Regions from separate parts of the Sus scrofa genome. Here region 2 is linked to region 1. Evidence: chromatin contacts called from public HiChIP or PLAC-seq data. All regions are on one chromosome and are shown on one strand. The core of a region is the stretch at or near the end of the contact, and the rest is flanking DNA. Distances in the headings are between cores, read along the strand shown.

What was found. HiChIP or PLAC-seq counts read pairs in DNA pulled down with a chosen protein or histone mark.
Region 2: an H3K27ac HiChIP or PLAC-seq map of alveolar macrophages shows a contact between it and region 1. The contact joins two enhancer-like sites. A contact is called at or near these places in 1 of 5 promoter capture datasets (liver), 4 of 47 Hi-C or Micro-C datasets (brain, differentiating spermatogonia, embryonic fibroblasts and 1 more) and 2 of 2 datasets of contacts at active chromatin or transcription factors (alveolar macrophages and skeletal muscle).

The regions. Positions count from the first base shown.
Region 1 is chr2:5,285,654-5,292,452 of Sscrofa11.1, forward strand. It overlaps KDM2A (lysine demethylase 2A), which reads right to left. Exons shown (of 20, transcript NM_001160090.1): 3 at 5,882-5,960; 4 at 4,906-4,952; 5 at 238-416. Among named protein-coding and RNA genes, the nearest start is that of GRK2, 62 kb to the left of the region's middle. Within about 2 kb of position 3,993, at least 5 of the 83 cell types and tissues checked have an H3K27ac peak or open chromatin away from gene starts, as enhancers often do. A contact at or near this core is called in alveolar macrophages, where this site is marked.
Region 2 is chr2:5,342,229-5,349,571 of Sscrofa11.1, forward strand. The region is part of intron 1 of KDM2A (lysine demethylase 2A); the gene reads right to left. Among named protein-coding and RNA genes, the nearest start is that of KDM2A, 9.7 kb to the right of the region's middle. Within about 2 kb of position 3,178, at least 3 of the 83 cell types and tissues checked have an H3K27ac peak or open chromatin away from gene starts, as enhancers often do. A contact at or near this core is called in alveolar macrophages, where this site is marked.

The DNA.
Region 1 (6,799 bases), core at 2,743-5,242:
ACTGATAGTTCTGATCAAAATATATTTTAAGACTCGACTCTATTACATGCAAAGGCTAATGTGTCTAAATTATCAGAATGGCCTCTCCCCACATCAAATTAGGTCATGTTAGAAAATGATGAACCTTCTAAAAATACAAGTTATTCTCATCATTTGTCTTGTTCAACTTCATCTTTCTATGTATAAGTTATTAATTCTCCCTCTTGCTAACGATGTAGAAAAAATGATTAGACTAACCGTGGACGGCCTCTGCACCATGTTCTCCAGCCTGGTATGGCTGAACTCTAGGCTGATGACATTATAGAGTTTTTCTCGCTCCTCCTCTGGGGTCTCATAGTAGCGTGTCCACTGAGCCATAGTCATTTCAATGCCTTTCTGTGTGTTCACATCCATGACATCCACCATACGACGACTCCCTGTCATGAAAGATGCATGTCATCTCTACTGAGCCACTAATATCCTTAAGTATATGAAGAATATAAGACACAAGTGGAAGTAAACTATCTTGTTTTATTTAGGGTAGTCAGTGATAGGAGACAGTTGTCACTTGAAAGAAGTAACAACAGAAAATCAAATCACAGAGAAGAGGAAAGACAATGGTAATTCCTCCCTACGGCATGTTCACTGTACGGTCAGGCACTGACCCTTACTCACCATCTCACTCAATCCTAATAATTTTAAGTACTAAGTACTATTCAGTGATGAGAAAATAGGTGTTACATAACTTGCAGGACAAAGCAGAACAAGAACTCAGGCAGCCCAACTCTAGAGTCAATGTTCTTATCCACTGAGTTACAAGGCTTTGATGCAGGTTTGAAGACTCACCTAACCTGTACCACAACTGAATAAAGGATCTACTATTTAGTGAGCACTAAATTAAATTTAAATCTGCTTATTGTTTTGTTTAAAAGAGTTATTTCTCAAATCTGTCAATTATTTCTAGTATAATGCCCCTTTCATCATTCTGTAAATATTTATTGAATGATAAAGACAGTTTGATGGACACAAAGATCTATATCAGATTCTCAACCAACTGTAACAACCGCAATAAAAGGCAGAATGCCAAAGGCAGCAGCATAAATAGGAGGAGAAAACAGCAGCCTCAGAGCCGAAGAGACCTAAGTTTAAAATCTCAGCTCTACTATTACTTGGGCAAGCTATTTAAACTTCTCTGAACTTTAATGGTTTCTCCTATAACTTAGGAATAATATCACTGTGGGCTGTTGTGAGGATTTAGTGAACAAAATAGAATGTTTGACACAAAATAGGTGCTCAATTAAATAGCAGTAAAAATAAAAGGAAAACTAGAAAAGTTTTTTTAAACTAGATTGACCAGAGAATGCTTTTAGAAAAAAGACAGGGAAGAAGAGACATTTGAGTTGGGCTTAGAGGAATAAATACAATTTCAACAAGATTCAACAGAGAGAATTTCGTGCAGTAGCAACAGCATAAGAGAAGATAGGAGTGGCAGTAGAACTAAACAGTTTTTTTTTTTAAAATGGTGATCAGGAGTTCCCTTTTGGCGCAGTGGGTTAAGGATCTGGGTGTTGTCACTGCAGAGGCCTGGGTTGTTGCTGTGGCATGGGTTTGATCCCTGGCCCAAGAACTTCCACATAACATGGGCGTGGCCAAATTTTTTTTTTAATTAAAAAAAAAAGTGGTGGTCAAGGAGGGGAGAGAAAAAATTAAAAGCTGCCACTGGTCTATCAAGAATATTGTTCAATTTAAGAAATTAACAAACACATACCATATATATACCTGGCCCTGGTGGATATACCAGGTAGTGTTGGGAACCTGATCCCCTGTTCTTCAAGGAGTTTACAGTCTAGTTAAAGATAAGAGACAACGGGCAACAGGACAAGAATATGGCCACAATGAAGTACATATGGCAGAATACACGTAAAAAGATAAGTGACGCAAGAAGATGGACTGAACTTACCCTTCATTGTTTGGAAGAAAAGGCAAATGCTAAATCAAAATTGGCTTGAAATACCACTTCGCACCCACTAGGACGGCCATAATTAAAAAAAAAAAAAAAAAAAAAAGGAAAACAAAAAGTACTGGCAAGGATGCAGAGAAACTGGAACCCTCTCAGATTTTGGCAATAGGAATGTAAGATGGTGCTGCTCTGGAAAACAGTTTGGCAGTTCCTCCATAAATTAAACAAAGAATGACCATATGACCCAGTAATTCCTAGGTATATATACAAAAGAATCAAACTCAGGCGTTCAAACAAAAACTTACACATGAATGTGTCTTGGCAGCTCTAGTCACAACAGCAAAAAGGTGGAAATGACCCAAGTGTCCATCCATAGATGAATTAACAAATTGTGGAATACCCACACAACGAATGGATTATTCACCCATAAAAGGAATAGTACTATGAAATACTGCAAACAGATACACATTATGCTAAGTCAGAGAAGCCATACACAAAAGGCTACATATTTCATCATTCCATTTACATGAAATATCCAAAACAGGCAAATCCACAGAGACAGAAAGTCCATTAGTTGCTGCCAGGCCCTGAGGGAAGGAGGGAATGGGGAATGACTACTTAATGGTGTGGAGTTTGTCTGCGGTGATGAAAAAGTTCTAGAACTAGCTATTTGTGATGCCTGCACACTATGAATATATTTAATGCCACCAAGTTGGACACTTTAAAATTATTACAATGATAAATTTTAGGTTTTGTATTTTTATCATAATTTTTAAAAAGAAAACTTATTGCTTTCCTTTAAGAACGCAGGTCAGGAGTTCCCGCCCATGGCACAGCGGAAACGAATCCAACTAGGAACCATGCGGTTTTGGGTTCGATCCCTGGCCTCACTCAGCGGGTTAAGGATGTGGCTTAGCCGTGAACTGTGGTGTAGGTTGCAAATGTGGCTCGGATCTTGCGTTGCTGTGGCTGTGGTGTACACTGGCAGCTACAGTTCCGATTAGACCCCTAGCCTGGGAACCTCCATATGCCATGGGTGCAGCCCTAAAAAGACAAAAGACCAAAAAAAAAAAAAAAAGAACGTAGGTCAAAGCAAGCACAGTTCCACTCTGCTAATGCTATCAGAGCATTTAGATAAAATAATGACAGTCGTAGTAATAACTAACGTTCATTAAGCACATACTATGTGCCAGACACTGTTCTTCACGTTTAACTTGTCCAGAGTTATGCAGCTAGGAATTAGTGGAGCTAGAATTTGAAACCAGCCAGTTGTGTTTGAGTCCACACTTAAAAATCAATGCATCCCATTACATAAGGTTTACATGATGGAATGTTTTTTTTGTTTGTTTGTTTGGTTTTTTTTTTTTTTTTTTTGGCTTTTTAGGGCCTCACCTGTGGCATATGGAAGTTTCCAGGCTAGGGGTCGATGGGAACTGCAGCTGCCAGCCTACACCACAGCCATAGCAACCAGGGATCCGAGCTGCATCTGCGATCACACCACAGATCACAGCAACATCAGATCCTTAACCCACTGAGTGAGGCCAGGGATCGACCTGGCATCCTCATGGATACTAGTTGGATTCATTACCGCTGGGCCGCAAGAAGTCCATATTTTTAACAAGTATCATAGATGACTCTGATGCAGATCATCTGTCAACCACAAACCTGTAAGAATGCCTACTCAACAGAGAAAAGCTATGGTGGTTCATTAACTTTAGGATCCAAGAAATTACTTCCTGGAAGTCCATTAAGAAAAGAAGTCAAGTGATGGGCCAATATGTACTCAAGTACTAGGTTTTCTGAGGCCCCCAAGAGCCCTGTCTTCTGAAGAGTAGGAAAGCAATTACTAAGCAGATTTACTGAGTAGGTACTATACTCTATAGACTGTGCTAAGTAATAGGAAATGCATAGTGGCAAGCAGATAGCTAGAATCTAACACAGAAAGAGGGAGGGGAATAGAAAATACAGGAAATGAGAGAAACTTCCTCTACCTAGGACATTTACCTCTTGGATAAACAGAAGTTATCCGGTTAAAAAAAAAGAAAAAAAAAGAGCCCTCAAGTGGCCAAGATCAAGTATTGCAAGACTGAATTTCAAAGAACGCTGGAGCTTCAGCATAGAGGACAAAACACAACAGAAGTTGTAGTGTTAGGAAGGAAGGATAAGAAAACTCCTTTTGTTTCATGTCCTGTTAGAAACATTTCTAAAATATTTTAATCCATTTTACTGCCTTATCATGTACAGGCGAGTGACTGCCTCTGAATTCCTTGGGATCCTGGCATGTCTCAGCATCACAGTGAACACCAATGATTTGCAGAAAATTGACCTGAACCCTTACTGACTGACCCCAGGAAGTCGTTTTCTTATTTAATTGGTTATTCTAGTTTGCTTCCTTTTCCTAAATTTTGAATATAATAATAATATAAATCTGATTGAAGACTCAAGTTAACCAATCACTGATGAAGAGAAATTTTAATGTATCTACTTCTCAGCTTCCAAAGTTTCAAATTGTAGCCAAGTTACCAAATTTTTATTGGTGAAAATTTCCTGGAAATCTCTCTATGGCTTTTAGGGAAAGGAAGAGAATGACGGATAATAATGAAGTTTCATTCTTGGCTCAGAGATATAAAATTTCACTTTCCTGGGGAGACTGCCCTGGAAGGCAGACTCTTCACAGAAAGAAGGAACAATGCACAGTGAAAAAATGCTACGTAGGAAAAGAGGAGGTTGAAATGTTCTATGTCTAGTGAACAGTACGAAATGAAGCAACTTTGAGACTCCCTTTGAGAAAATTCTCAGTTGCTAAATATTAGTTTCCAATGAAGAAACTACTTCAAGTAATGTATACTTCAGTGGAATATACACTTCAATGTTCCTAAGCCTTAAATCTCAGTGGGAGATTTAAGACCCAGTTTTCTTAAATCTTTACCTCAAAGACAGTCAAAGGCCTCAAGTTTAATACTCACCCACACACATTTTGACATCATTCACAGTGAAGTCTGGATCTGGCATCCTATGAAACAAACACCAGTAAGTACAATGGGACGCACTTCTCTAGTCAGGGTGAGCTTTTCCTTAAAATACTAACAACTCCCCAATCAGGACACATCAATCTTCATATTGAGGATTTAAAATATATTTTAAATATAAATGTTTATATATACACACATATGCACATAGGAAAAAATACACGGGAAAAAGTTAACAGTGATTATCGCAGGGTGACAGATTTCAGGAGATTTATTTTATTTTATTTTGCTTTTTAGGGCCGCACACATGGTATGTGAAAGTTCCCAGGCTAGAGGTTGAATCAGAGTTACAGCTGCTGGCCTATACCACAGCCACAGCAACTTGGGATCCAAGCTATGTCTGCAATCTACATCACAGCTCACGGCAACACTGGATCCCGGAACGAATGAGCAAGGCCAGGGATTGAACCTGCATCCTCATGGATACTAGTTGGATTCGCTTCCACTGTGCAACGAAGGGAACTCCCTCAGGAAATTTAAATTGATTTCTTTTCTTTTTTATTTAAGGGCCACATCTGAAGCATATGAAAATTCCCAGACTATGGGCTGAATTGAGAGCTACAGCTGCCGGCCTACACCACAGACACCACAACACCAGATCTGAGCCATGTCTGCAACCTACACCGAAGCTCGAGACAACTCCAGATCTTTAACCCACTGAACGAGGTCAGGGATACTAGTTGGGTTCATTTCCACTGAGCCACAATGGGACCTCCTAAATTTATTTTCTTTATAGCTCATCTATATTTTCTCATTTACCTATAACAACCATGAATGGTTTTATAACAAAAAGAGAAAAAGACATACTTTTAAAACTAAATAGGAAATTATTTCAGTTATCTACTGCTTTTCTCTAAAGCCCTGGATATAACATGGACATTTTGCAACTACATCCAATCAACATAGAACTTACTTTATTCCAAGTCCATCAGAATTCTTGAAAATCAGAGGGTCTCTTAAGCCACCACGCTGGATATACTCTACATTAAAATCTGTTACCATAGGAAAACAACTGTTAGAAAGGCAAGAATATAGCTAGAAAAAGATAAAAGGACTATAAAAAGGATCCTAAGTAATAAGGCAGAGAGGATGTTTGCTATTTCTGTGTATAGAGTTTTGCTGTTAGATGATACATACTTGTTATTAAGAAGCATCTCTCTCTTTTCTGGGCGGGGGGTGGGGGGGGGGGGGCATGCTTGCAACATGTTGAACCTTCCAGGCCAGAGATCAAACCTGTGCCACAGCAGTGACCCATGCCATTGCAGCAACAATGCCAGATTCTTAACCTGCTGTTCCACAGGGGAACACCAAGAAGCATCTCTTACATATAAGGAGAGTTCCCTTAGGAACAGGGCTCAAGGGGCTTGCTAAATTTATATTTCCATAATAATTAAGAGTCTACCCAACAGGGGAGTACTAGTGAGTCATCTCATAAATCCTAAGCAGAAATCATTACCCTGTCTCCCAATAACCTAAAAATGTAATTTTGTTCACTACAATATGTACCATGACATCCTTGTCAGTTTCCAAGGAATAAAAACCTGCATGGTACACATGGAATCCCTCCTCAATTTTCGTGGGAAAGATACATACATAAAAGGAACTTTATTGTTCAATTCTTTTTTTTTTTCCCTCCTTTTTACAGCCACACCTGCAGTACATAGAAGTTCCAAGGCTAGGGGCTGAATTGGAGCTGCAGCTGAGGCCTACAGCACAGCCACAGCAACACTGGGTCCAAGCCACATCTGCAACCTACATGGCAGCTTGCAGCAATGCTGGATCCTTATCCCATTGAGCAAGGCCAGGGATCAAACGGTCATCCTCACAGAGA
Region 2 (7,343 bases), core at 1,928-4,427, 56 kb after region 1:
ACGGTAAATTTTTATTTTTTGGTTCCCCTTCTCTTTGATAATTATAACATTACTGTCAGCACTTAAGAGAGCAGAGTAAATTTTATTACACTCTACTTCGTGTCGTTCCCCCCCCCGCCCCTGTTTTTTGTTGTTTGTTTTTTTTTTTCTTCCTAGAGCCCCACCAGAGGCAAACAGAGGTTCCCAGACTAGGGGTCCAATTGAAGCTGTAGCCGCCAGCCTATGCCACAGACACAGCAACTCGGGATCCAAGCCAAGTCTGTGACCTACACCACAGCTCACAGCAATGATGGATCCTTAACCCACTGAGCAAGGCCAGGGATCAAACCCTCGTCCTCATGGATACTAGTCGGTTTCACTGCTGAGCCACAAGGGGAACTCCTACTTCGTCTTCATGACAAAGTTAACCAACTCATAATGTTAGAGTCTCAGTGATGTAAATAGTACTGTGTTAAGTCATGCTTTGTCCTCAAGGAGAATATAATCTACACCTAATTAAACTTTCTATCTTGTATCCAGTTAATTAACATGAGAGGTAGGGAGAAAAAAAGTATGAGGATTCAGAAAAGAGGTTTCCTTCTACATACAGGATTAGGAAAACAATACTGCAAATGGGCTTTAGAGGATGACAAGTAGGGTGGGGTCAGGATATCACAAGTATGTGGGAAAGCATAAATACTAAGCTAAGGAATTTGTGCCTAAAATGGCAAAGTTAACCAAGCACTAATAAGCTATCTCCAAAATGTTTTATTTTTACTGTCCCACATGTGAAAAATTAAAGTTCATGACAGTTAAGTGATTTATTCAAGATTATACAGTTTATAAGCTAAAACTAAAGCCAAGTCTCATGAACCAAAGTCCAATGTCTGTCCTACACAACCACTGACTTTATAGAAATGTCACAGAAGATGGGAACAACATTATCAGAACCTTGGAAGCTCAATATGATAATAAAAAGATACTAAAAAAAAAATCTAAGAAGAAGATAACTGCAATAGTCCAGGCTAAAAGTAAGATCTAGAAGTAGGAACTACAAGGAGATGTATGTCAGACAGAAATCCAACAGGTCCTTAGCAACTGACTAGATGGGAAGGATAACCGAGGAAGGAGTAATCATTGATAATGCCATTAAATAACACACACAGAAAAAACAATGCAGTGGAATTTCCAACTTAAAACATAACAAGGAGTTCCCGCCATGGCACATGAACCCCCATATGCCATGGGTACGGCCTTAAAAAGGACAAAAAGACAAAACAACAAACAAACGAATATACTCAAAACTGAACTTAGGCTCTTCCCTTCAATTTCCAAACCTGCTCTTCCTTCAGTGTGCCCTATAACTCAATCAAAGGACTGCACCACAAACCACTCACATGAGAAAAACTTAGGAGTCATGCTTCTAAGTACCCCCTTAACCTCACCCTCCACACAACAAAGAACCAAAAATCCTTGGATTCTATTTCCTAAATATTTCTCAAAATGTCTCTAATTCTTTTTCTTTTTTTTTTGGCATTTCTTGGGCTGCTCCTGTGGCATATGGAGGTTCCCGGGCTAGGGGTCGAATCGGAGCTGTAGCCGCCGGCCTACACCAGAGCCACAGCAACGCAGGATCTGAGCCATGTCTGCAACCTAAACCACAGCTCACAGCAACGCCGGATCCTCAACCCACTGAGCAAGGCCAGGAATTGAACCCGAAACCTCATGGTTCCTAGTCGGATTCTCTGTTAACCACTGAGCCACGACGGGAACTCCAAAATGTCTCTAATTCTACTGTCAGGCACTCTCAACCACACTACCAATTTTGCCTTAACTGAACCACTGCAGTAGCTTCCTAACTGGTCTCACCAAATCCATTCTCACTCTCTCCCTGATCTTTTCTCTACATTGCAGCTGTAGATATTAATATGAGTCTAGGCATATTACTCCTCTGCTGAACTTCTGCATTCCCACTGCCTTCAGAATAAAGCCCTACTCAGTGACCCCTGACTACCCTGTCAAGATTTTAACTGTCGGAGTTCCCCCTCGTGGCACAGTGGTTAACGAATCCGACTAGGAACCATGAGGTTGTGGGTTCGGTCCCTGCCCTTGCTCAGTGGGTTAACGATCCCGCATTGCTGTGAGCTGTGGTGTAGGTTGCAGACGCGGCTCGGATCCCGCGTTGCTGTGGCTCTGGCGTAGGCCGGTGGCTACAGCTCGGATTCGACCTCTAGCCTGGGAACCTCCACATGCCGCGGGAGCGGCCCTGGAAAAGGCAAAAAGACCAAAAAAAAAAAAAAAAAAAGATTTTGATTGTCTCTATCACTTCTCTCCAGCCAATACTGTCCTCTTGGCTTTGTTTGATTGGGTTTTTGCATATGATAATCACTTCTTTTTGCCTGGTTACCTCTTATTCAGGCTCAGCTTGAAAGGCTTTCTCAGGAAAAGTGTTCTCTGATGCCTCCCTCCTCCCATTCCTCAAGTTTGGATTAGGTCACCCTGTTATACACTCTCATTGCATCCTATATTTATCTTTGCAGTCCTCTGCCTAACTATAATTAACATTACTAGTATAAGTATTTGTTTAAAGTCTGACTTCCCAAATAGACTGTAATCTTGATGACAGAGGGACCATACCTATCTTGCTCATCACTATATCCATATCCTAAGTGCCCTGCATGGTGCTGACATTTGGTTAAGTGTCTATAATATTTTCTCATTCCTACCATAGGGCTCTGCATTAGCTAGTCCCTCTACCTAGAACTCTGCTGACCCAGACCTGGTTCCCTGAGCTCCTAAACTTCACAAGATTGGCTCCTTATCACTCAGGTCTGTTACAAACCACCATCTTCTCAGGGAGCCTTTACCAATGACCCAGGCTCAAGGAGTGACCCCTACCCCACAAGTACTTCATCACTCCCTCATTTCTTCAAAATATTCAGCACTATCTGAACGCACAGTATTTGGAAGTTCAAAAAGAGCAAGGCCCAAGTTAAGTACCTGATACAGTATAAGCACTCAGCAAACATTTATGTGAATGAAATCTCCTCAATGAGAAAAGACTTGGGGAACACCCTAAATTCATCAGCAATACATTTACAAACTGTGCTCCAACAAAGCTGGAGAAGAGGCAGTACAGCTTAATGGGCCTGGGAGCCAGATTGCCTCCTATGACTCCTATGACTACTTAGCTGAATAATCTGAGACAAGTCACTTGACTGCACCACGCCTCAGTTTCCAAACTAGAAAATGGGAATCAGAACCCACCTCAAAGGGTTGCTGAGAATTAAGTTGAAGTGCCAGTACCAAGCACATAGTATACACTCAATTAATGCATGCTATTATTCATCAAACTGGACTTTTTTTTCTCCCTTTCTTTCAAATACACAGGGTGATTTTTCCTTTATCTTATCCATCCAAGAAAGGGCTTCTTCTTTTTTCTTTTTTCTTTTCTTTTTTGGCATAACGCCCAACTCCTAGGGCATATTTCACACAGATTAAGAAATGTGGAGTTCCTGTTGTGGCGCAGCAGAAATGGGGAAAAAAAAAAAAAAAAAAAAAACTGCGAGGGAGCTCACTGGTGGCCTAGTGGTTAGGATTCAGCACTTTCACTACTGTGGCCCAGGTTCAATCCCTGGTCTGGGAAATGAAATCCCATTATCAAGTTTACTGCACACCATAAGTGGAGTTCCCGTCGTGGTGCAGCAGAAACAAGTCCAACTAGAAACCATGAGGTTTCAGATTCGATCCCTGGCCTTGCTCAGTGGGTTAAGGATCCGGTATAGCCATGAGCTGTGCTGCAGGCTGCAGACGTGGTTTGGCTTGGATGTGGCATGGCTGTGGCTGTGGCGTAGGCCCGTAGCTGTAGCTCTGATTCACCCCTAACCTGGGAACCTTCAAATGCCATAGGTGCAGCCCTAAAAAGCAAAAAAAAAGGATCTGGCATTGCCATGAACTGTGATATAGATCACAGATGAGGCTCGGATGCCGTGTTGCTGTGGCATAGGCCAGCAGCTACAGCTCGGATTCGACCCCTAGCCTAGGAACTTCCATATGCCACAGGTGCCCTAAAAAAAAAAAAAAAAAAATTAAAAAAAACTTCTGGGAGTTCCCGTCGTGGCGCAGTGGTTAATGAATTCGACTAGGAATCATGAGGTTGCGGGCTTGATCCCTGCCCTTGCTCAGTGGGTCAAGGTTCCGGCATTGCCGTGAGCTGTGGTGTACGTCGCAGACGCGGCTCGGATCCTGCGTTGCTGTGGCTCTGGTGTAGGCTGGCAGCTACAGCTCCGATTAGACCCCTAGCCCGGGAACCTCCACATGCCGAAGGAGCGGCCCAAGAAATGGCAAAAAGACAAAAAAAAAAAAAAAAAAAAAACTTCTAATGGCTCTCTATTTTCCATGCTTGCCCTTCATAATTGTTTAAAATATTGTTCCGTACATTATCAACAGTACATCCCAAAACAAACTACTTTAGTCCTTCTAATCTAATAGCAATAGGCTACCCACTCCATAGCAAAGCTTATATCTTATCTCTCCTAGGTTTTTTTTTTTTTTTTGTCTTTTGTCTTTTTAGAGCAGCACCTGCCGCATACGGAGGTTCCCAGGCTAAGGGTCTAATTGGAGCTATTGCTGCCAGCCTACACCAGAGGTGAGCCACATCTGCGACCTACACCACAGCTCACGGCAATGCCGGATCCTTAACCCACTGAGCGAGGTCAGGGATCGAACCCGCAACCTCATGGTTCCCAGTTGGATTCGTTTCCACTGCACCACGATGGGAACTCCAGCTATCTCTATCTCCTGCAAGACCGCCCTCTTCCCTCCTTCTCTCAACCTACCTGAAGGAGGCCTTCACCATTTTATTTGCCAAAAATCACTCATTTGGTCACTATCTGATGCCTTTTATCTTTATGTTTTAAGGTTACACCAGGTAGTCACAGATACAGAAACCCCCAAGAACCTAAAATTTAAAAGAGAAAACAATGATATGAGTGACATGCATAAATAAAAGGCTTGAGATACACAAACTGCACAAGTATGGCTTTTTTTTTTTTCTTTTTTTTCTTTTGGCCTTGCCCGAGGCATATGGAAGTTCTAGGGCCAGGGACCAAACCCGCACCACAGCAATGACTCAAGCCACTGCAGTGACAACACTAGATCCTTAACCCACTGCACCACAAGGGATCTCCAAATACTGCTATTTTAATAGATAAGTTCAAAGTTCACAAAGAAGAAAGAATGTGCTTTTTTTTTTTTTTTTTTTGCTTTTTAGGGCTGTACTTGCAGCATACGGAAGTTCCCTGGTTAGGGGTTGAATCGGAGCTACAGTTGCCAGCCTACATCACAGCCACAGTAATGTGGGATCCAGACTACATTTGTGCCCTACACCACAGCTCACAGCAATGCCAGATCCTTAACCCAGTGAGTGAGACCAGGGATCAAATCCGCATCCTCATGGATCCTAGTCAGGCTCGACACTGCTGAGCCACAATGGGAACTTCCCAATTTTTTTTTTTTTTTTTTTTTTTTTTTTTTTTTGTCTTTTTAGGGCCGCATGCACGTGGCATATGGAGGTTCCCAGGCTGGTATAGGCTGTAGCCAAATCCAAGCCATGTCTGCGACCTACACCACAGCTCACAGCAACACCGGATCCCCAACCCACTGAGCGAGGCCAGGGATCGAACCCGCAACCTCATGCTTCCTAGTTGGATTTGTTTCTGCTGTGCCACACCAGGAATTCCCATTTTTCAGCATGATCAAATATTAGCTGTCAAGTATTTGTAGCTATCTCATTTAGGATGTATCTCACTTAAGAACATATTTGTTATGAAAAGAAATTGTAAAAGTAGCCCCCCAAAAAGATAAAGTACTCAGTTTACAATGTTCTACAACAAAAGTGTACGTATCATTTGTTTTCTGTATGAAATATCAGAGATGAGACAGTGTTAAAGAAGCACAGAGTTCAAGGTCTGGTTCCACCCCTTACAGACTTTGTGACCTTTCCATAATAAAAAAATTAAGGTTTGGAGTTCCCACTGTGGCGCAATGGGATTGGCAGCATCTTGGGAGCACTGGGATACAGGTTCAATCACTGGCCCGGCACAGTGGGTTAAGGATCTAGTGTTGCTGCAGCTGCAGCTCAGGCCTGATCCCCAGCCCGGGAACTCCATATGCCATGAGGCAGCCAAAAAAAAAAATCAAGGTTTAAAACTATAACATCTAGAAGCTCTCTTGTGGCTCAGCGGGTTAAAGATCCAGCATTGTCACTGATGTGGCTTGGGAAGCTGCTGTTGTGCTGATTTGATCCCTAGCCTGGGAACTTCACATGCTTCAGTGTGACCAAAAAATAAAAAATAAAACAAAATTATACCATTTACCTTACAGGGTTTTTTTTGTTGTTGTTTTGTTTTGTTTTTCTTTTTCTTTTTCCTGTTTTGGCCACCATGAGGCATATCAAGTTCCCAAGCTGGGGATCAGATCCAAGCCACAGTCATGACCTAAGCCACAGCTGCAGCAATGCCTGATCTTCAACCCACTGTGCCAGGCCAGGGATCAAAACTGCACCCCGAAAGTGCTCCCAAGATGCCGCCAAACCCACTGCGCCACAGCAGGAACTCCTTACAGGATTGAGGATTAAATAAGGTAATGTATTTGAAGGAACCTAGCCTAGCACTTGACGCAAAATAAATGCTTACTGATTTTAACCTCTGTTGATGTAAAAGCACAAAGCAAAAATATGTTATTATTCCAAAAATCAGATAAAGGAAGTAAATTAATGAAACCTGATGCCCACTGCCCAAGAAGAAAAGTAAACAGAGACATAAAATAAGAATGTTATGTCCCTCTGCGTCATATACAGTAAGTGCATCCATTCCCTGACTTAATGGTCAAAACCAAGACTTGAGAGTGACACAAACACCATCACTTGTAACTTCACAACTTTAAAGTTGTCTTAAAGTCAGCAAAAATCTTGACATAGAAGGTTTAGGACAGGATTTGCAGTAAGAGAACTTAAAATTCAGACTGAGCTTTTTATACTTAACTAGACATTTTCTTATTTGTTCTAACAGCCTAAATACTATTCATGTGGCATGTGTGCTAAGCCTAAATTTTTATTTGCTACAGCTTAGACCTTCTGGTTCTTATATATATCACAAGACCCAATATCCAGATATTTTGTTCATCCCTGTACAGCAAACTCTCCTCCATTTTAGTGGTCTATTTCTAGCAGTCAAGAAAACTCATACTGGAGTTCCCATCATGGCCCAGTGGTTAAAGAACCCGAATGGCATCCACTGGCCTCACTCAGTGGTTAAGGATCTGGCGTTGCTGTGAGCTGTGGTATAGGCCGGCGGCAGCTGTAG